Linked DNA regions of Mus musculus: regions 1, 3 and 4 are each linked to region 2. Evidence: chromatin contacts called from public Hi-C and HiChIP or PLAC-seq data. All regions are on one chromosome and are shown on one strand. Each heading gives the region's core, a stretch centred on a gene start, on an enhancer-like site or on the middle of the called end of the contact. The rest is flanking DNA. Distances are from core to core; before and after follow the strand shown.

What was found. Hi-C and Micro-C count contacts between places; a contact is called where the count stands out from the background. HiChIP or PLAC-seq counts read pairs in DNA pulled down with a chosen protein or histone mark.
Region 1: an H3K4me3 HiChIP or PLAC-seq map of bone marrow-derived macrophages shows a contact between it and region 2, with 2.1 times the contacts expected there. The contact joins two enhancer-like sites. A contact is called at or near these places in 1 of 484 Hi-C or Micro-C datasets (bone marrow-derived macrophages) and 3 of 115 datasets of contacts at active chromatin or transcription factors (bone marrow-derived macrophages and embryonic stem cells).
Region 3: an H3K27ac HiChIP or PLAC-seq map of embryonic fibroblasts shows a contact between it and region 2, with 18 read pairs. The contact joins two enhancer-like sites. A contact is called at or near these places in 1 of 15 datasets of contacts at CTCF or cohesin (the NIH/3T3 cell line), 5 of 484 Hi-C or Micro-C datasets (the C2C12 cell line, the MC38 cell line, the N1E-115 cell line and 2 more) and 3 of 115 datasets of contacts at active chromatin or transcription factors (bone marrow-derived macrophages, embryonic fibroblasts and microglia).
Region 4: a Hi-C map of bone marrow-derived macrophages shows a contact between it and region 2, with 60 read pairs. The contact joins two enhancer-like sites. A contact is called at or near these places in 9 of 484 Hi-C or Micro-C datasets (Th1 cells, bone marrow-derived macrophages, cortical neurons and 4 more), 4 of 115 datasets of contacts at active chromatin or transcription factors (bone marrow-derived dendritic cells, bone marrow-derived macrophages and embryonic fibroblasts) and 1 of 9 other capture datasets (bone marrow-derived macrophages).

The regions. Positions count from the first base shown.
Region 1 is chr8:128,058,470-128,063,531 of GRCm38.p6, forward strand. No RefSeq gene overlaps it. Among named protein-coding and RNA genes, the nearest start is that of Mir21c, 220 kb to the right of the region's middle. Within about 2 kb of position 1,587, at least 8 of the 459 cell types and tissues checked have an H3K27ac peak or open chromatin away from gene starts, as enhancers often do. A contact at or near this core is called in bone marrow-derived macrophages, where this site is marked.
Region 2 is chr8:128,162,995-128,168,120 of GRCm38.p6, forward strand. No RefSeq gene overlaps it. Among named protein-coding and RNA genes, the nearest start is that of Mir21c, 110 kb to the right of the region's middle. Within about 2 kb of position 2,142, at least 69 of the 459 cell types and tissues checked have an H3K27ac peak or open chromatin away from gene starts, as enhancers often do. A contact at or near this core is called in the MC38 cell line, bone marrow-derived macrophages, embryonic fibroblasts and 1 more, where this site is marked.
Region 3 is chr8:128,238,793-128,243,528 of GRCm38.p6, forward strand. The region is part of intron 1 of A930035F09Rik (a long non-coding RNA gene); the gene reads right to left. Among named protein-coding and RNA genes, the nearest start is that of Mir21c, 37 kb to the right of the region's middle. Within about 2 kb of position 1,464, at least 31 of the 459 cell types and tissues checked have an H3K27ac peak or open chromatin away from gene starts, as enhancers often do. A contact at or near this core is called in the MC38 cell line, bone marrow-derived macrophages, embryonic fibroblasts and 1 more, where this site is marked.
Region 4 is chr8:128,082,171-128,087,212 of GRCm38.p6, forward strand. No RefSeq gene overlaps it. Among named protein-coding and RNA genes, the nearest start is that of Mir21c, 190 kb to the right of the region's middle. Within about 2 kb of position 1,836, at least 8 of the 459 cell types and tissues checked have an H3K27ac peak or open chromatin away from gene starts, as enhancers often do. A contact at or near this core is called in bone marrow-derived macrophages, where this site is marked.

The DNA of each region.
Region 1 (5,062 bases), core at 337-2,836, 110 kb before region 2:
GATGAAAGGCTGGATGGATGTGGAAGTGTCTAGCCGCCCCCTACTCCCCCACCACAGGACCCAGACGGGCAAATTCCCCAGGGCTACCCTGATTCGTGTTCTCAGAATTTCCTTCATCCCTGCCTTGCACTGTGGAGCATCTGGAAGATGGCAATAGAGGCTGTGCTTTTCTGTTTAAGTCACCCTGGCTGTGGAATTCTGTTCTGGGCGCCAGGGATGATGAATACTTTATTATGTTTCTTGGGTATTAGATTTCTTCTCATCAGCAAAGAAAAATCATGTGTGCTTATCTCATGGGTTGTTGCAAAGATAGGCTAAAATAGTGTTTATTAAAATACACGAGAATTTATAAATTCTCCCAAACATAGGATGATATGAGTGGTCCCCTCAGCACAGATCCCAGTTATGTGTGGATCCCTAATGACCTCTCCCAAGTGACAGACATGCCTCCTAGCAGGGTCATATGATAGAAAAATCACCATCTCATGGATGACTGCAGTGGAGGTGTGGTAACACAGGCTGAGGGCTAAGATTGCTCCATAGACAATTATTGCAGTCAGCCCAGAAAGCACTATAGACGAGTGCTCTTACCATCTAAGATAGACAGCTGATAAAAGATTGAAGGGAAAAGGACCACTATGAAGATTCATATTCCAGGAAAGAGGAGAGAGGGTTCCTTAAAAGAGCAAAGGAGAAGGGGCTGGGAGGTGGCTCAATGATAAGTACTTAGCTACGTAAGCAGGAGGACCTGAGTTTGATCCACAGCACCCACATAAAGGACAGCCATTGTGACACATACCTGTAATCCCAGCACTGAGGAGGCAGAGACAGGTGGATCTCTTGTGCTACCTATCTACCCTACCTAATAAAAGCAATAAGTGCCAGACAGACAGGAAACCCTGTCCCAAAACACAAGGTGGAAAATGATTGAGGAAGACACCCAGAACTGACCCCTGACATGCGAATGTCCACTTGCATGTATATGTGGATGTTTGAAGAAAATTAAATTTAAAAAAATAATAAAGAAATACAAAGTAAAGAGCTACAGGCAGTAACCTTCCAAGTCTGGCCAGGTTTCTTTTTCATCTCTGGGTTTAGCATCAATGGGACAGAACCATTGGCTCATGACTTTAGATGAAGACCCCAGTGTTCCCAGGAGGGTGGCTGTGTGCTTACAAGACCTTTACCTTAGCAGAGATACCTGTGAGAATTAAATCTTTGTTAGGTATTCATTCTTTGATGGAGCTGGGCTCGTGGTTTCATTTCTTGGTTTGAGATGAGAGATGAGAGAGACGGCACAGGGTATTTGGGGAAAAGTCATGAGTGAGCTGTGCTGTGGAGAATGGAGAAGTGTGGAGAAGAGAACAAGCTCTGCCCATTCAGGAAGCTCCTGGGAGTGAACGCTGTTCCCCATGCCCTACTCAAGGATTCTCCCAGAGACAGATGAGCCACAGAGGGTGGCGGTGGTCACCCTCAAGACTGAAGTGACAGAGAGGTGATCATCTACCATCTTCATCCCTGCTCCTCCAAGTCTGTTTCCTTCTAGTGTCTAGATTCCCTTTCATCCTCACCCTGCTTCCTCCTCTCCCCATGGCTTCAAAAGCATCCACTTCTGGTTTCTTCCCCTTTTCTATTCCTGAATCTTTGAGTATCTTGCTGACCCAGGACATGTGATTTTTTTTTCCCCTGATGAAAACATCTTGCTTGATTTTACTTACTCAAGTGATTCCATTTCTGCCAGCATCGCATGAGAAGCACCCCACACCAGAAGCCAAAGGTGTCAGTGACTGTCCCAGGGCACAGGTTCACTCTACTATTTTACCCAATGGGGCCTCCCAACTTGGGAAAACTTTCCATCAAGTACACCCCATGAGTCTCCTCTCTACTCTCACAGATGACAGATCTGTCTCCTTTCTCTCTTCATTGTGAACATGCTTCTTGCGGCATTCTTCCCTCCTTTTCAAGGTCACCCCATCACACATATCCCCAAGACACTCTACCATAGCGGTTACTGTCCGCAGCTCTCTTTCCACTGCCAACACTCTCAAAATGCTGAGAATGTATCACCTGGTTTCTCAGCATAGTAAATTCAAGTCATCTGTTCACAATAGCCTGGGGACAATTTGCTGAGCAGTGAAATGTGTCCCCTGTGTGATAGATATATCAAATTTGGGCCATCCTGGAAGGAGGCATGGCTAAGAGGCAGGAAGATGACACCTGGTCAGAACCTCAGAGCAAAAACTTTTCTCTTCTCACATTATGAAGACCTGCTGAAGATGTCACAAATGAACCATGTGATCAATATATCTGCACAATTATTTTATGTGTAAACTGCAGTAAAGATAACTCTAAGCTAGGCATGATGATACACCTGTAATCCTCCTAACATTTTTGGATGTGGAGGAGGTGCACAGATCTGAAGTTCCAAATCAGTCTTTAGCAGCTTGAAGCTTGCCTGAGTTATGTGTTTGCTAGTCTACCTCAAAATGTGGTGAGAACTAATTGACTTCAAAAAGGGTGTTTTGGATGGTGTGATGGTTTGTATATGTTTGACCCAGGGAGTGGCACTATCAGGAGGTGTGGCCTTGTTGGGATAAGTGTTTCACTGTGGGCATAGGCTTAAGACCCTTACCCTAGCTGCCTGGAAGTAATTCTTCTACTAGCAAGCTTCAGGAGAAGATGTAGAACTCTCAGCTATGCCTGCACCATGCATGCCTGCCTAGATGTTGTTATGTTCCCACCTTGATGATAATGGACTGACCCTCTGAACCTGTAACCCAGCCCCAAATGTTGTCCTTTTTAAGACTTACCTTGGTCATGGTGTCTGTTCTCAGCAGTAAAACCCTAACTAAGACAGATGGTTTCTGGTTTAAACTGACAGGCAAGTCTGCTGAGACCTTAATGCTCCCTTGAATAGATCTCACACCAGATAGAGTAGAATGGACTCACAGGAAGCAGGAACTAATGACCCTAACATGTACGAAGAAGGTAATTTATGCTATCCCCTTCTTTCCATGTGCTATTGATCCATACATAAATGCCTAGCTACCCCAGGTTTGATATAATAATAATAGGCAGATGTGGAAAGACTGGCCCATGTTGTAGAATAAAAAGTAACAAATTTTACTTAGAAAATAAAGATTGAATATAACGATTGAATTTAAGTTCTTATCTGATATGTTCAAAAGAAACATGTATTTTTGCAAATAGCTAATGAAGTCCTTCTGTTTACTAAGGGCTAACTGAGAGTGGAATTTGGGGCCATGGGAGCTAAGCAAAAGGCAGATGGGTATATCAGCTGTGGAGAGATGGGGACCACTGCAGAGTGCACATACTTCTGAAGCCTGTCTTTTACTGTCTAGTCCATTCCTGTAACAACAGACAGGGCTAAGTGATCTTTTGATGTTTAATTCAAGCCTGTCGCAGCTAGGATCGTCTGCTTATCTGGAAACGGTACCTGGCAGTGGCTTAAATGAACGAGTCAAGCGACAACTTCACTCAAAGGGGTGACACCTGAGCCAGGAGACAGGAAGTAACTTGGAGTGAGAACTTTGAAGGAGAAAACCCCTTTGATTAGGTTTCCAATTACTGAGGTCACGTCTTCATGAATCCGTGATTCACTCTAACAGACCCCTGGGCATATGAACCAGAAATTGCTACTAGGAGTCAGGTTCTGATAACCTCTGATTATCGGGAAATGCTTTCTCTGTGAATAGTCAGGGGGAAAAAAAGTGAAGAGAGGCTGGGACAGGACTCATTCAGTACGATGCCTGTAGCCCAAGCACAGGGACATGAGCTAGTTCTCAGGACCTGCGTGATAAGGTGGGTGTGGTGATATGAGCTCCTGCTGGGAAAGCAGAGACAGGCAGGTCCTTGGGGCTCACTAGCCTTCATTATGAGCTCCAGGCTAGTGAGCAATTCTGTTTGAAAAGCACGAGAGATAGTTCCTGAGGAATGACAACTGAGGCTGACCTTTTACACACACACACACACACACACACACACACACACACACACACACACACACACACACCCTACACACATATGTGTATATGTGCCCCTGCACACACATCCAAAAATATGAGAACTGAAAGGCAGTGACTGACAGAGGGAGAGGGCTGTGCTAAGAGTTTGTTCCATGAAAGACAACATGAAATTTCTACCAGGCTTTTTCCTTAGTCAGAACCTTACGTTGAGAGGAGTTTTGAACAAATCATTCCGTATAGCAGTGAACACCTGCTCTGTAATTTTAGGTTTGAGAATCTCAGATTCCTCATCTTAACAGTGATGTACCTGGATGGGAAGATCATAGTTTAAACAAGCACGATTTGAAGTAGGAATTTGTTGCCATGTGGAGAATGAAGGAACTATCCTTTGGAGCTTGCTAGATCTTCTAAAACTCACAGATCCTCAGTGCTGCCATCAAGAACATCTGGACTAGTGAGACGCCGTCTGCTTAGAAAGGGAAGGAGATGGGCTGATGCTGTTCTATTGCTAACAAGACAGCCTTCCAAGTGCATGATACATAAGAAAAGGGACAGAGCTGTGGGGCCTGGGGGTCATTTCTGCACTCTAAAATTAGAGTTCTCTCCAAAGGTGATTTCTGAATGAGGGCACCTAACTCTAACATATGGTGTCAGAATTTGGCAGAGGTTTCATTTCAGCTTCTGGTGGGCAGATGTTCAAGAGAGAGCCATCTCTGTCTGCTGCTTTAACTGGAACACTGGCAGGAGTGAGGAACAACCTCCCTCACATCACCTGGCTCACCTACTGCCTATCTCTCAAGAATGTAGCTATAAGGTGCAAAAAAAAAAAAAGAAGTGAATATATATATATATATATATATATATATATATATATATATATATATATAACACATTTGTGCCATTCAAGAGGTGGCTGTCTTGCCAGAAGATTCTAAGGCTTTCAGAGCTGGGAGGACTTGAACATTGTTTTCTCACCTACTTCCTATATGGTAGTGTGAATGGCTTTCACATAGATAGATAGATAGATAGATAGATAGACAGATAGACAAATAAATAAATCTTTGTTTATTTTCTGT
Region 2 (5,126 bases), core at 892-3,391:
ACTGTCTTGCTCTGTGTGTGTGTGTGTGTGTGTGTGTGTGTGTGCATAGTTATGCACACAGATCATCAACCTGATATAAAGGCAGACAGGAAATAGGTTGGCAAAGTGTGTGACATATGTGTGTGAAATTTTCATCATGAAACCCTTGACCTTGTGTGCTATATTGAAAACTGAGAAAAGAGAGGGTAGAAGGGAAGGAAATAGGGATAAGAAGGTGAAGAGCAGAGAGAATGAGGGAAGGGAGAATGCTTACCATGATTTTCTAAGCCCAGTCCTATTAACAAGCCAAAGCTGCAGCCCAGAATTCTACATTATACTGAGGCAAGTGGGTTGAACATTGGTTTATCTTGATGTTTACTTCAGTTCTTAGTGCCCAGTTCTCAACATTCCTCAAGGAAAGGGGAAAGGCAGATGCAGACTGGAGTCAATGCTTGACTCCACTGAACTAGCCCATGTCTGATGGCATGTATGATGGAGAGCTAGGCCATGCCCATCTGAGAGCTGGCTTCTTTTCATTTGACCCTGGAGTTTAGAGGCTACCTGATAGACCAAATCCTTGCACTGATTGACTGGTACATGGTTTCAGTGACTTTTTCTGAAGGCTCCACCTCAGCTCTGTGGCACAAAGCACTAGGTAGATGAAGTCTTAGATTTTGCTGGATGACCTTTTCTGTAGAATCCAGGGATTTCAAAAAGAAAAATAAATGAACCATGACAAGTCCAGGGGAAATGACATAAGTTGACAGAGTCATTGCCCAGGAGTGTAGAGAAGTCTCCAGGTCACACACAAAGTGTCTACTATACAGCCACACTCTCAGCTCCTCCTAAGACATGCTCCATGGCTGACCCCTCTTCTTCCCTTCCCTTTCTCCTTCTCTTTCTTTCTCCTTCTCTTCCCTCTTTCTGTAAAGCTCTTCATCTCTCCCTCTCCTCCTCTTCTCACTCTCCATCACTCCTCCTTTACCCCCACATTCTCTCTCCTTCTCTACCTTTCACCTTCCCACTGCCCTTCCTCTGCCTTCTTTGAGTCTTTGACACAGGATCTCAAGCATCCTTGAACTCACTATGTTGGAAGGATGACTTTGAACTTGTGCTCCTCCTGCTTCTGACTCCCTAGTGCAGGGATTAGGGGTGAACACCTTCATTAGACAAGCACTGTGCCAAATGATCATTATCTCCAGCCCAATTCTGAGAAATATCTCTTGACTTCTACAACCCCCTTCACAGTTCCTGCTTTGAGCTCCATCAACTCATCATTTTTGTTTACTTGCAATGCCCTTCCCAGGATCATCTGTTCAGCTATGTTGCCTTTTGAGCTAGACTGGAAGATTCTAAGAGCTGGAACTACCCCACATACTTAGCTCTTCCCAGTGTGCCTCACAGTAACTCCCTCCAGACTGTAGATACACAACAAACATTGACAGGTAGACTAGGAGATTCTTGTTTCTGTTTTTCCTGAGAGTTTTTCCCAATAGCTTCATAAAGCAGGTTTCTAAACTGGCATGGATAAGGATTTGTCTGCACAGTTCAATTACTACATCTGAGTACCAACCTGCCAAGGCAGTGACACAGACCTCACTTTGTCTCATTGAAGGGTTATGGAGACATTATGCTTTCTGCACTTTGGCTTTTGTGAGCCTGTATAAGGAAAGCACAGAGTTTGTGTGTATGATGAGGGACTCTCCTTTCCCTCTGGGAACATATACCCATGTTGTGTTTGCCTATGGGCTCTCTCCAAGGTGCATTCAACCACAGCTGTAAGGCTCTGATCAGTGACCTATGGTGTCCCCCAAAGAGATGATGGAGCCCAAAAGCAGTGTTTACAGCCCTTCACTCTTTGCTGGAAGCCCTTCAGGCTGTGCTTTACAAATGAGGTTTTAAGCCGCATCACCTGAAGATGGATTTCTGTGCTCAGTCAGATATTAGCAGTACATGGTTTGGGTGGTATGAAATGGGAGTTTAGTGAGTTTAGTCCCCCCTTCACCTTAGGCTAATTATTAAAGAAAGTGTTTGTAGGCCTGCCGACTCTCATAATTCATCCTGACTCACACTTTTCTAGAGTCAGGCTTACAGAGCTCCATCTGCAATGCTGTGATCATTGCCAGAAGAACGTGGTAGGACTGAGTCATACTCCCCCATCTGTGATGGCGTGGGACCCTTGCTAGAGGAATGTGGTAGGACTGAGTCACAACCTCATACTCCTCCATGTGTGACGGCAGGAGCATAGCTGATGAGTGTTGTGGAACCAAGTCATCATTCCACGGTGCAGATGAACTCAGGGAACTTCATTCAGAAACAAGTCTGCCCTTTCCTTCTTCAGTGTGATGGAGTTACATATCCTAAGTCCTCCCATGAGCAAAGCAACCACAATAACCAGGTGTTCTAGTTTGCTTCTCACTGCCACAATACAGATACCATGGTCAACAAACATGGGGAGGGAAGAGTTTTTTTTGGCTTACTCATCTCAATCACAGTCCATTATAAAGAGAAGCTAGGACAGGCACTCTAGCAAGAACTGCAGCAGAGAACATGGAGAAACACTTACTGACTTGTTTCCTAAGGCTTGCTCAAGTTGATTTTTTTATACAACTAAAGACTAACTTCCTAGGGATGGCATGGCCCACCATGAGCTGGGTCCTTGCATATCAATCATTAATCAAGAAAATGTTCCACAGACTTGCCTACAGGCCAATCTTATGGAGCCATTTTCTCAACTGAAGTTCTATCTTCCCAGATGACTCTAGTCTGTGTCAAGTTGACAATGAACCTAACAACCACATCAGGTGACAGACTTTGATACCACTTTCAAAGAACAAACTTCAAAACTCCGGAAAGGAAATAGACAAGATACCAGGTGCCCAGAATCTATCGCCTTCTAAAAAGCACATTAAGAAGAATGGAATCATTTTTCTCCTTAGAGAACACTTACCTTGAAATATAGTCAACTGCCCTGGAATCTTCCATTTCTACTTTCTGCTTTTTCCCCCCTCTCTCTATAGTGTCTGCAAATTTGCATTCCTATGACATATGTGTATATTATGCACTTGAAAATTTTATATAAAGAAAGTGAGAACGGTGGCACGTAAGACTCTAAGAACGTTAAAGATTTAGTGCAACACCTAATTTTAGAGGTAGAGATACTGATCCAAAAGCAGGCCTGAGGCCCGTTTACAGGAAGCAAACAAATGTCCTACAAGAGATGGTAGTCTGGCTCAGCCCCCACCCAGTGCCCTCTTCAGCATGACTGGCATATACGTTAGCTAGACATTACACTGAGGCTTCCACCCACTCTGGCACAATCCCATTAGCGGTTATGAGAGTCCTATTATTAGAAAACAGCTACTGAAAGTATTCTCATCTCAAACTCAGGAAGTGGAAATGAAACCGAGAGTATTTAAGTTTGCTAAATAGAACACTGGAACAGTCCTGACATCCCCATCCTCACCCTCAAAATGATGAGGTTAGCTGGATGATCATTGATGGGAGCATCTCTATCTGAAACACCTATGAAGTCTAAGTCCTGTGAGTATTCCCCATGAGATTTGCTCTTTGTCTCTCCTCAACTGTGACTCTTGAAGGATCTCGAACTTCTATTTTTCCAAATATAAGATGGAGCTAATAATAATTGCCAAGCTGTGGTGACAGTAAACAAGATAATTCACGTTTATTCTTTGAATAAAAAGCAATGTGAAAATGCACCGTGAATCACTTAGGCAGCTTGCAGATAGCCAGGGACTGTGGGATAAAATTAGCCCAAGATGAAGAGGGATGCATTTGTTTGATGGATTCTTTCTCATGGATGCTCAATTCCAAGGTGAATCTTCTGCCTTTCAGAAATTGTGAGCCAGGATGAACTCAGGGCCACTATTAACATTTAACAAAACTGCACATTATTAAAATGGTAATCTGCATTCACTTCAGAGAGGTAAACTCCAGTGCACTCCATGCCTAGGGTTTAATGGCATTCTGCTGCTAGTTTAGATTGCAGATCTAGCAACTTCATCAACTGAAGAGCCGAGGCCCAATTGTAATACTTTTCGCAACATTTAGAAAATGCTTTTCATTTATTACCACCACTTCTTTGCTTTATATCCTCACTAACAAATATATCTATAAAGACGCTTAAAACTGATTCAACATATGCATATGTTGGGATGTGTTTGTAGATGTATGTGTGCATACATGCATGGACCAAAGGCCACCTCAGATGTTATCCCTCAGGCACTGTCTTTCTTTATTGAGAGAGGGTCTTTTGCTGAACTTAGAGCCTCTTCTGCTCTGTTTACCCAGCCCTGGGATTTTAAGTGTGTACCCCCATGCCTAGCTTTTGCACATGAAGATCAAATTCAGATCCCCATGCTTACACAGTCAGCACCTTATCTACTGAGCCATTTTCCCAACCCTTGAATTACTATCATACAGAGACTCAAGTCTCCATCATTGCATATATTGCACAGATCAGTGAGCTACCATTATTGCTATGACTTGAGTAGAACAATCTAAATCTGGCTCAGCTATCCCTACCATCAATTCATTAATCATCTCAAAATTGCAAATTCTTTTTTCTTTTCTCTTTTTTATTAGATATTTTCTTTATTTACATTTCAAATGTTATCCCCTTTCCTGGTCTCCCCTCCCGAAAACCTTCCCCCCCCCTTCCCCTCCCCTGCTCACCAACCCGCCCACTCCCTCTTCCAGGCCCTGGCTTTCCCCTATACTGGAGCATAGTGCCTTCATGGGACCTTTTTGAGAGCTTGTACAACTAACATCAATAAACAATGGCTTGCTTTGGGAAGGAATCTCTACCAGCATACTAGGGTGACTTGGAGGGTGCAGGGAGTACCTTTGAAGAAAAGAGAAGCTGGGCATGGTGGTGCACATCTAATCCCAACACTGGGAGGCTGAGGTAGGAGGCACAGGTTCCAGGCCAAACAGAGCTAGATAGTAAGACCCTATCTCCAAGAAGGAAAAAAAAAAAACCAAAAACCAAAAAACCAAAGAAAGAGATGAGGAAGATGAAAATTGTACCTGAGTTTTGTCTGTTTAGGAGAATCCAGCGTTAAGATAATAGCATTTGAACTTTAATTTGCATGCCAGTCACTCCCTACCCATCCTGAGGAAGTCAG
Region 3 (4,736 bases), core at 214-2,713, 75 kb after region 2:
TGGAAAGATCATCACAGTTGCACATTAGTGACACACATGTGTAGCACTGCACTTGCTTCTTGAGTGCATGATTCCTCTCTGATACTTCCATGCAGCCAAGTTATACGAGCACATTTGAGAGATTAGCTAAAATTGCACTGTTGCCTACAAACTCAGTTTGCCACCAGGAACCTTTAAATGCACCTCTGATCAATTTTAATCATTAGCCATTGATCCTCACATTACCCAATTAATATATTAAGAATGTTGCAAACCGCAATGAACCTAGCCACGGCCAGCAGCACTCTATTGCCCTGCATAGGCTATGTGGTCCATATGTGGAGCATGTGCATGTGGGGAGGCCCTGCTGGGCATGATGGGAATCATGCCTGCCTTTCACAGCTCACTGTGAGTCAGCACAGCAGCAGTGAATGCACAACAGGCAAGCAGGGAGTAGGTCACTGCAGACTGAACTCAGGCTGCAGCAGTAATGAACTGGTAATTCATTAGATGCTTATATCTGCTGTTAAGAACTCCATATTAAGAAGATTTTCAAACTGTTCAGATGGGGCTTCTTAGCATCCTTGTTGATGACTTCATGTAACTCAAGTACAGTCAGTATCTTATTGATTCTGAATGGCCTGAAGCACTTCCCTCATTATGACGAAGGCCATCCGATGATGGTAACTGTCTGCGTGTAAACTGCAATGAGACCATACAGTGTAAGCCCAACCACTCTAACCTGGTCCATTTAGTATTTCAAGATTCACTAATAATCAAATGTTCCTTAATACTCAAAATAATCCTTGGGAATTTTAAGGTCAATTTATTTATGACTTGCTTCATTTAGAACCTTGAAGCAAACTCATCTACAGTTCAGGGGATCTCCTGAAAAAAAAAAATCACTGAATTACTCACCTATCCCTGAAACAAAGTCTTATATCTGTCAGTGTTGGTGGATTTTTGTGAATCTCCATAAAAAACTTTTATGAATATTTAAGTAAATATTTTTAAAACAATTTGGATGAGAGAGAAGCACATAGTCTGCAGGTTTCAGAGTAAGGAGCCTCTTAAATTGTATGAAGGCTGGCTCTTCCTTTAACAGTCATGAGCTATCTTTTAGGTATGTTTCAAATACATTAAGTATGTTCCACCATTAATCAGCTTAGAGCTGACCACTAAAACACTGGGAGGGATTTGTCTCAGTGCCACACAATGACTCAAACTTTTATAAAGGAAAAGTCAAGCCAACGTCAGTGCTGGTGACTCACATGAATTTACTGCAGAAATTAAATAAAAGTAAAGTGCCCTAGGAAGTTCTGATTTAGTAAGCAGTGTAGACAGGGCATTATCAGAGATTAATTGTGTTTTAATCATAATCATAGCCATAAATGAACACTAAGCTATCATTCAAAATTATGGAGACCGGCACAGGGAGAGATGGCTTAAAGGGACAAGAAGGAATGGCCTTCATAGAGTCATGCTTGGTTAGATTTCAGAACAGGTTGTGTACTCCTCAGATCAGATGGTAGGAGACATCCACTTCTTTATCCTCTTACAGTGGCCTCTTCAACACCTGCTAATATAAATTAATGACGTTTAGACAACTACCTAACTACTTTAATCATTGCACAGCAAAACAATAGAACATAACAATTACTAGAAAATAAAAGAAAAGAACAATTACTAGAAAATTAAACAACTGCTGGCCTCCAACTTACTAAATAGCTAGAGATGAGCTTGGAGTCCTGGTCTTCCTGCTTCTACCTCTAAGGTTCTGAGATTCTAGGATTGCAGCACTATGCTGGATTTATGCAATGCTGTAGGTGGAATGGGATTCTACCACCTCCCAAGACCCTAGCCCTAAATAATTATTTTTAATAGAATATAATGTTGTCTTAATTCCTTCTTTGTTGTCAACAAGTCACTTAACTTCTTATTCCTATAAATCAGAAGTTTCTTATTTGTTTCTTAAGATAGTTCAAATGATAAAAAATGGATATGCAAATACCTTGAATCTAACAAGAAACTAAAGGAAAGAACTGATTCATTTGTTTGTATCTGTAATTCAAATTACACAAGCGATTGGATAGCCTACAAGGGTGGTTCTCAACCTTCCTAACAATGCTGACTCTTTAATTAGAGTTCCCCATGCTGTGGTGACTCCAACCATAAAATTCTTTGCACTGCTACTTCATAACTATAATTTTGTTACCAATATGAAGCATAATACAAATATCTGTTTTCCAATGGTCCTAGGCACTGGGAGAGCATCATTTGACCCCCCAAAGGAGTTGCAACCCACAGGTTGAGAACCAATAACCTAAGAGGAAGTTACAGAATGCACACTACACCTAAATGAGATGTTTTGTGTATAGTGACATCAGCTGATTTTGTAGACATGAGACATTAACTGTTATGTGCAAACAAAGAAAATATAGGTAAGACAAAGGAGAAAACTTAGAAAACTAAGCAATATACAATCCAGAACCAGCCTGGTTAATGCCATCCTAGACACATAAGCTCTAAGACAATGATCGTATACAAGGCAATATGCATGCAAAACCCCTGTGTGTAACATACATATTCCAAAGGTAACTATATATACCACTGTGACAGTTTACATGGATTGCTGACTTGGCAGAATTCACAATCCACCTGAGAGAAGGGCCTCTGGGTATGCCAGTGGGTTTATCTTATTAAGTGAAATAGAGACACCCATTATGGGTAAGACCATTCCTTGAGTGAAGAACCCTGGATTTTATGGATGGATAAAATAAGGTGAGCATTGGCACAAGAGCTTTCATTGTTCTCTTCTTCTGACTGCACACATAATATGACCAGCTGCCCCACACTCCTGCTGTTTTGACTTCCCCACCATGATGTACTGAACCTTCAACTGAAATCAAATAAACAACCTTCTTTCCTTAAGTTGCTTTCGTCAAACTTATCATAACAACAAGAGAAAGCTAACAACTACTAAATTAGACTAATACATAGCAAAAATCAATGAAAATAGAACCTAAAGAATCAGTAGACTTCAAGTCATATATCTCTTACTCAAGATAAATATTAGTGTTTAAGCTATATGTGGTAGCACATATCTGTACTCCAGGAGATGAAGCCAAGAGGATTAAATGTCAAGGTATACTATTATATATAAGAAGTTTCAGGGATCCACCCCATAATCAGCATCCAAACGCTGACACCATTGCATACACTAGTAAGATTTTATCGAAAGGACCCAGATGTAGCTGTCTCTTGTGAGACTATGCCGGGGCCTAGCAAACACAGAAGTGGATGCTCACAGTCAGCTAATGGATGGATCACAGGGCTCCCAATGGAGGAGCTAGAGAAAGTACCCAAGGAGCTAAAGGGATCTGCAACCCTATAGGCGGAACAACATAATGAACTAACCAGTACCCCGGAGCTCTTGACTCTAGCTGCATATGTATCAAAAGATGGCCTAGTCGGCCATCACTGGAAAGAGAGGCCCATTGGACACGCAAACTTTATATGCCCCAGTACAGGGTAACACCAGGGCCAAAAAGGGGGAGTGGGTGGGTAGGGGAGTGGGGGTGGGTGGGTATGGGGGACCTTTGGTATAGCATTGGAAATGTAAATGAGCTAAATACCTAATAAAAATGGAAAAAATAAATAAATTAAAAAAAAAAAAGTTTCAGGCTGGCCTGTGATACATGAGACCCTGTCTCAAACCAAACCAAACCAAAACACAGAGAAAGACAGAAAAAGATAGGTATTTATATTTCAAGTAAAGTTACCCTAAAATTAAACAATTTGTTTAAAAAGATAAAAGGATAGAGGTCTCTATCTCAGAGACCAGCACGCATGCCACTCCTCTTCCTGTTCCTCCTTAGCAACTATTATCTGACCTTTGTCTGTCATTCTCATGGTAGCACATGTGAGTCTGTGTGCTTGCCAGGCTGATGCTGATGACTAGAGTATTGTGACTTCCATTTAGGTTTGTTTCTGCATCTTTTCTGCAGTCTATTCTGTTTCTCTGTCTACAATATCTCTTGACTAGATCCCATCTCTGCTCAAAACAGCTTACCTGAATATGTTCTCTTGTTTATGATAAAAAGATCCCCTATTCTGACAATAGAGCTATGTCTTGGGTTAGACTTCTTCTTTTCCAACATAATATTTTCATTGATTACTTGGGAATTTCACATAATGCACCCTGATCACAGTCACTTCCCAATCCTCTCAGGTCCACTCCCTACCCTTGTAATGCACTGGAGCATAGCGAAACTCCCAGTGGCCAACTCCTTAAAGAAATCTGAGTCCTTCCCCACCCACAGCTCTGCCAGAAACCATCAGTTGTGGAGAGCAACATGCTTCAGTATCCTTCTACAATTTTAAAGAATTCTCTTCAATGGCTGCCGGTCTAGGCTGTTAATTTGGTGGTGGTGGGAGTCTGGGTAAGTGTTGTCACAGAAGCCTTCTATGTCTCTTTCTTAACTATGAGTCTACAGTTATTGATACCACTGCAAAAGTACCTTTCTTACCCTTTACAGTCAGCCAGAACACAGATCATAGACTTCCACATGGTCTCTTTCATCAGCACATGCCATAGACCACAGCGTGGTCTCTGGTGGCAGTACAGACCACAGACATCAACACGGCCCTCTGCTGCATCATGGGCTATGGATACCATCATGGTCCCTGGAAGTAGCACAGGCCACAGACACCAATATGCCCTCAGGAGTTCAGGACAGGAACACCTTTATGGTCCC
Region 4 (5,042 bases), core at 586-3,085, 81 kb before region 2:
GAGTTCCCTGGGCTCTGTCCAAAGCAAAGAAATCAGGTCTATCTAGTGAGCTGTGGAAATGAGGATGGAGCTTACTCATCTATGTGGAAATAGGCAACGCCACTCTGAGGACTCAATATGGGTCTTAAAGACATGGCACTATTTCTCTCTATCTGACATGATCTCTCTCTCTCTCTCTCTCTCTCTCTCTCTCTCTCTCTCTCTCTCACACACACACACACAGACACACACACACACACACACACACACACACACACACACAATGTACAACTGGAAAAAAATAATGACCTTTTATGCTTGATTGTAAACACTGACATGTAGTCAGTCAGCAACCGGAACAAGTTCATCCTGGCTGAGAGGGTTTCAATGGTCTGAGTGTATGAACCCAGTGGCAGCTAATTCCTTGGAAGAAAGCAAACCTCAGGAGACTTGAGATCATAGCATGTCTCTGCTTTCCAAGTACTAGGAATTCAGGCATGCACCATACCTGTGTATGCATACCTATTTATGCATACCTAGTTTATGCAGTTCTGGAAACTGGACCTAGAATCTCATGCAATGCTAGGGAAGCACCTCACTGGAGAGCTATATCCTCACCAGTATGTCCCTTCTTAGGAAACCAGATCCCATCCTCGTACAGAGTAGCTCTTAGTTCACCTCCATGTCATTGACCCTTAGGAAGCATGCCCTTATCATATGTGCTCAACTTCCCAGTAAATCAACTTTATTTATGTTCATTTACATGTAAGGGTGTGAAGCTGTGAAGATAGTGTTGGATGCCCTGGAGGTGGAGGTAGAGGCTATTGTGGGTGCTGGGAAACAAGCTCAGGTCCTCTGCAAGGTCAATTAGTGCTTTTAACTCTAAAGCCATTTCTTTAGTTCCAGAGACACCAATTTTAAACATCTGTGCCCTGGAGCACAACACAGTACTTGTCAAGATCAAATCCAAGGTTGATATACTACACTCTTGGATGGCAATAAAGACATACATGCCTCATACATTCATGTTCCTATAATGTCCCTCAAGCCAGCATGAATGTGACATTGAGTTGGTCCATGTTAACCTGTCAGTGCTGGCAGTTACATATGACTGATAGCCAGCTGCTGACATCATCACTCCCATAACTACTAGAAGAACATAGACTTCTTTGAGCTCTGCTGTGTACCCCCTGTGATCTTGGGATAGTCATAAACATCTCTACTTTATTGTCCTCACCTGGGTACTATTTACTACATGTTATTCATTTTATTGTCACAATATTGTAAAAAAACATGGGTAGTTGAAATAAAGGCAGTGTTTAGAAGGGTTCTGGCAGACAAAAATCATGACTCACCCTGTGTCTGTCTATGTATGTGCCTCTGTGGGTGTGTGTGACTGTCAGTATCTGTGTTCAAGTGTACATAGGTGTATTGAGCCATTCAAGTACTCTTGGGGCCAGATGTAAATGTCTCCTGTTGAACCTGGAACTCACTCATTCAGCTAGACTGGTTGGCCAGAAAGCCCTAAAGGTCTTGCTGTTTCTGTCTCCTGGGGTATACTGGCTGGTTTTATGTCAACTTGACACAGGCTGGAGTTATCACAGAGAAAGGAGCTTCAGGTGAGAAAATGCCTCCCTCCATAAAATTCAACTGTAAGGCATTTTCTCAACTAGTGATCAAGGAGGGAGGGGAGCAAGCCAGGGGAAGCAAGTCAGTAAGCAATATCCCTCCATGGCCTCTGCATCAGCTCCTGCTTCCTGACCTGCTTGAGTTCCAGTCCTGACATCCTTTGGTGACCAACTGCAATGTGGAAGTGTAAGCTGAATAAACCCTTTCTTCCACAATTTGCTTCTTAGTCATGATGTTTTGTCCAGGAATAGAAACACTGACTAAGACACAGGGCTAGGATTACAGTATATACCACCATGCCTACTGCCTATCTTTTTATTTGGATGCTAGGTCTCTAAACTCAGATCCTCATCCTTGTATAACAAGCACTGTCCCAATTTAGTCATTTCCTCAGCTCACGCTGGTCCTATTTTAATGAAGCAATATCAAGCCAATATGATATGGGAGGAAGCAAACAGGTCATTTGTGGAGAATATTATGCTCAAAAAAAGATGTCAAATGCAGATGGTTAACACATTGAAATGGAGGTAAACATACAATCATAGACACACGAGCAAGTTTTATAAATTATTGATGCACTTTAAGCTATGAATTATTGACTTTTAAAATTATCACCATCTTTAAGAGAGTTGTGTTGGCATATCTCAGTGCTCAGAACATTTAGATCTCCAAAAAGTGTACATCTAGTCAAAGCTTCTTGGTCTCCAAAAGGCTGCAAAGAAGGTGACAGCTAAAAGCCATTAACTCTTTATGCTTTCTTTGTTGAAAATACAATGGGAGAAAGATACTGAAAAGCAAAACTAGAAGAGTGGTCCCTTCTTAGAGTTCTTTCTTTGGAAGTTGAGTCTCTCTCTCTCTCTCTCTCTCTCTCTCTCTCTCTCTCTCTCTCTCTCTGTGTGTGTGTGTGTGTGTGTGTGTGTGTGTGTGTGTGTGTGTGTGTGTTTGTGTGTGCTTGTAAATGAATTCTAAGGGGACCAGAGCCAATCTCAAGTGTTGCTCATCAGGTGCTACCATCTTGCTTCTTGAGATGGGGTCTCTCATTAGCCTACAGTTCACTGAGTACTCTAGGCTGGCAGGCCAGAGAGCCTTGGAGATATATTTATCTCCATTTCTCCAGCTGGATTACAGGCACATGACAGCATGCTTGGAGATCAAACTCAGGTCCTCATGTTTGCATGACAAGCACTTTACCACTGAACAATCTTCATAGTTAACCTTCTTAGAATGGTTCATATTCCTAAATAGAAAATTTCTGGCTCTAGCTACCTGCTGTGCTCAGGTTTAGGGAGTCTCTGTCATATGTAACATTAAATAGCACATCTCTCTTTGTGCTTAAAACATGCAACCTTGAGCTCGTTTTCAATGTAGCAAAGCACTGTGCTCAGGAGAAAAATCTTGGGGTCTGCATATGCTCTGGTCTCCAGTTAGTCCAAATGTAATCAGACTAAAACGTCTTAGAAAGTAAAGGCCTGCTTACAGAGCATTTCAAAGGCTATCCCCAAAAGTCATTTCCATCACTGACCTTTAACAATATGAGCATCAGTAAGAGTGTCTACTGAGTCTTGCACAGAGGGAGTGGGTGTCTTGGGATCAAGAACAATAAACTTTGCAAATGACTAGAGTTCCATTTTCAAGGTAGCCATTAGAGGCCTGAGAATTGAATGTGTGGACCATTAACTAAGGGTCAATTTTTATTAATCTCATTTCAAGTTTCATTTCATGTTCCTGAAGTTGTTATACTTTCTCTTGCTTTTTAAAAACCAGCTCCTTTGATTCATAGGCAATATACATCAGCAATTATACATGTAAAACTCAATGGGGTTTATCTTTTTTTCCCCAGCAGTGCCAGGAGATTGGACCTAAGGCTCTCCATATGCTAAGCAAATGCTAACACTGAGCCACATCCCATGGCATATTTCTGATTTCTATTTTGAAACACAGTCTCACTAAGCTGTCCAGGCTGTTCTTAAACTCACTCTGTAACCCAATTAGAGGTCTTGAATACGCAATCCTCCTGTTTCAACTTTCTGAGTAACTGCAATGATAGAGTTGTGTAACCATGTTCAGCTAAGTTCTACTAACCCCGAGTTTAGATAACTAAGTTAGATAAAGCTATTAACTCCCACTACCCCAGGATATCTAGACTATACCTATCTCTTTGAAAAAGTTCCCTGCTGCCTTACTTCCTTTTCTGGGGTTTCATAGGCTCACTGGGTCATTTCTTTCTAGCCTTGCTCACTTAGAATAAATCCCTTTGAGGTTTGTCTGTGTGGTTGGGCTCAGTGTAGTTTCTCCCACCAGTTGTGCAGTAGTAATTCTGTCATGTGACACTATAGATATCAAAAATCTAGGTTGCTTCTAAATTGGGACTGTTACAAATAAAGCTGCCAGAAACATTAGTTTACAAGTTTAGGTGCAAATCTTTTCCTTTTTTTCTTAAGGAAATATGGAAGCTGGAGGAAGCTCCCCCGACTCCATAGCATCTCTACCTTTAACGTTTTGAGAAACTGTAAAATTGTTTTCCAAAAGCATTGTGGCATTTTGCTTTCCTCAACAGGGTATGATACTCTACCCTCTCAAGTCCTTGTATCACTTGGTGCTGCGGCCAACTGGATGAGAGAATGTTCTGGTGTGTGCGGTCATTCCCTGGGGTAATACTACATTGCCCTGGTTAATCGTCTAGGCATGTGCTCCTGTTATTTGGCACGCATGTATCTTCTTTGGTGAAGTATCTTGTTAAAAATCTTTCTCCCTTAAAACATAGACAACACATCTTCCCCCATCTGATTTGCATGAGCTCTTTGACAGTCTTGTGATCATCCTGTGTCTAGGTCTTCAGCATATATTACCATCATGTGCCACTATAACCAGCCCCTTTTAATGCTACCCATATAGGTTATGCAAACATTCTTCCTAGTTTCCATCCTGGAGGACTTTACACGGTCATACCAATGTATTTCAAAATCAAATATCTTTAGCTTTGTATAAAGTCTAATTTACCCAACTGTTTTTCTATAGTTTATAATTTTTATGTCTTAAGAAATGTTTGCCAATCCACGTTAAAAAGATGGTTTCATGTTTTCATCTAATCATTTCCTAGGTTTGACTTTCATTTACGTCTATGACCCATTTGAGTTCCTTTGATGTGTGATGTGAGGAAAGGGCCAAAGCTTTTGTGTGCCAGCATGTAGCTGTTCCAATGGATTTGTTGGAAGAAGGAGGTTCTGTCCCTTAATCAAGCTTTGTGCATTTTTGTAAAAACTAAGACACGATAAGCATGGGTCTGCATCTGTGCTACAGGCTGGCAAGCTGACCTTTCCACTTTATATTTACATGTGATGCTCTAGCTTTATAATAACAATGATCCCTGACAGCCTGGGTCATCCCTGACGCCCAACTTTGTTCTTTTATCAAATTGTTATAGGAATCTAAGT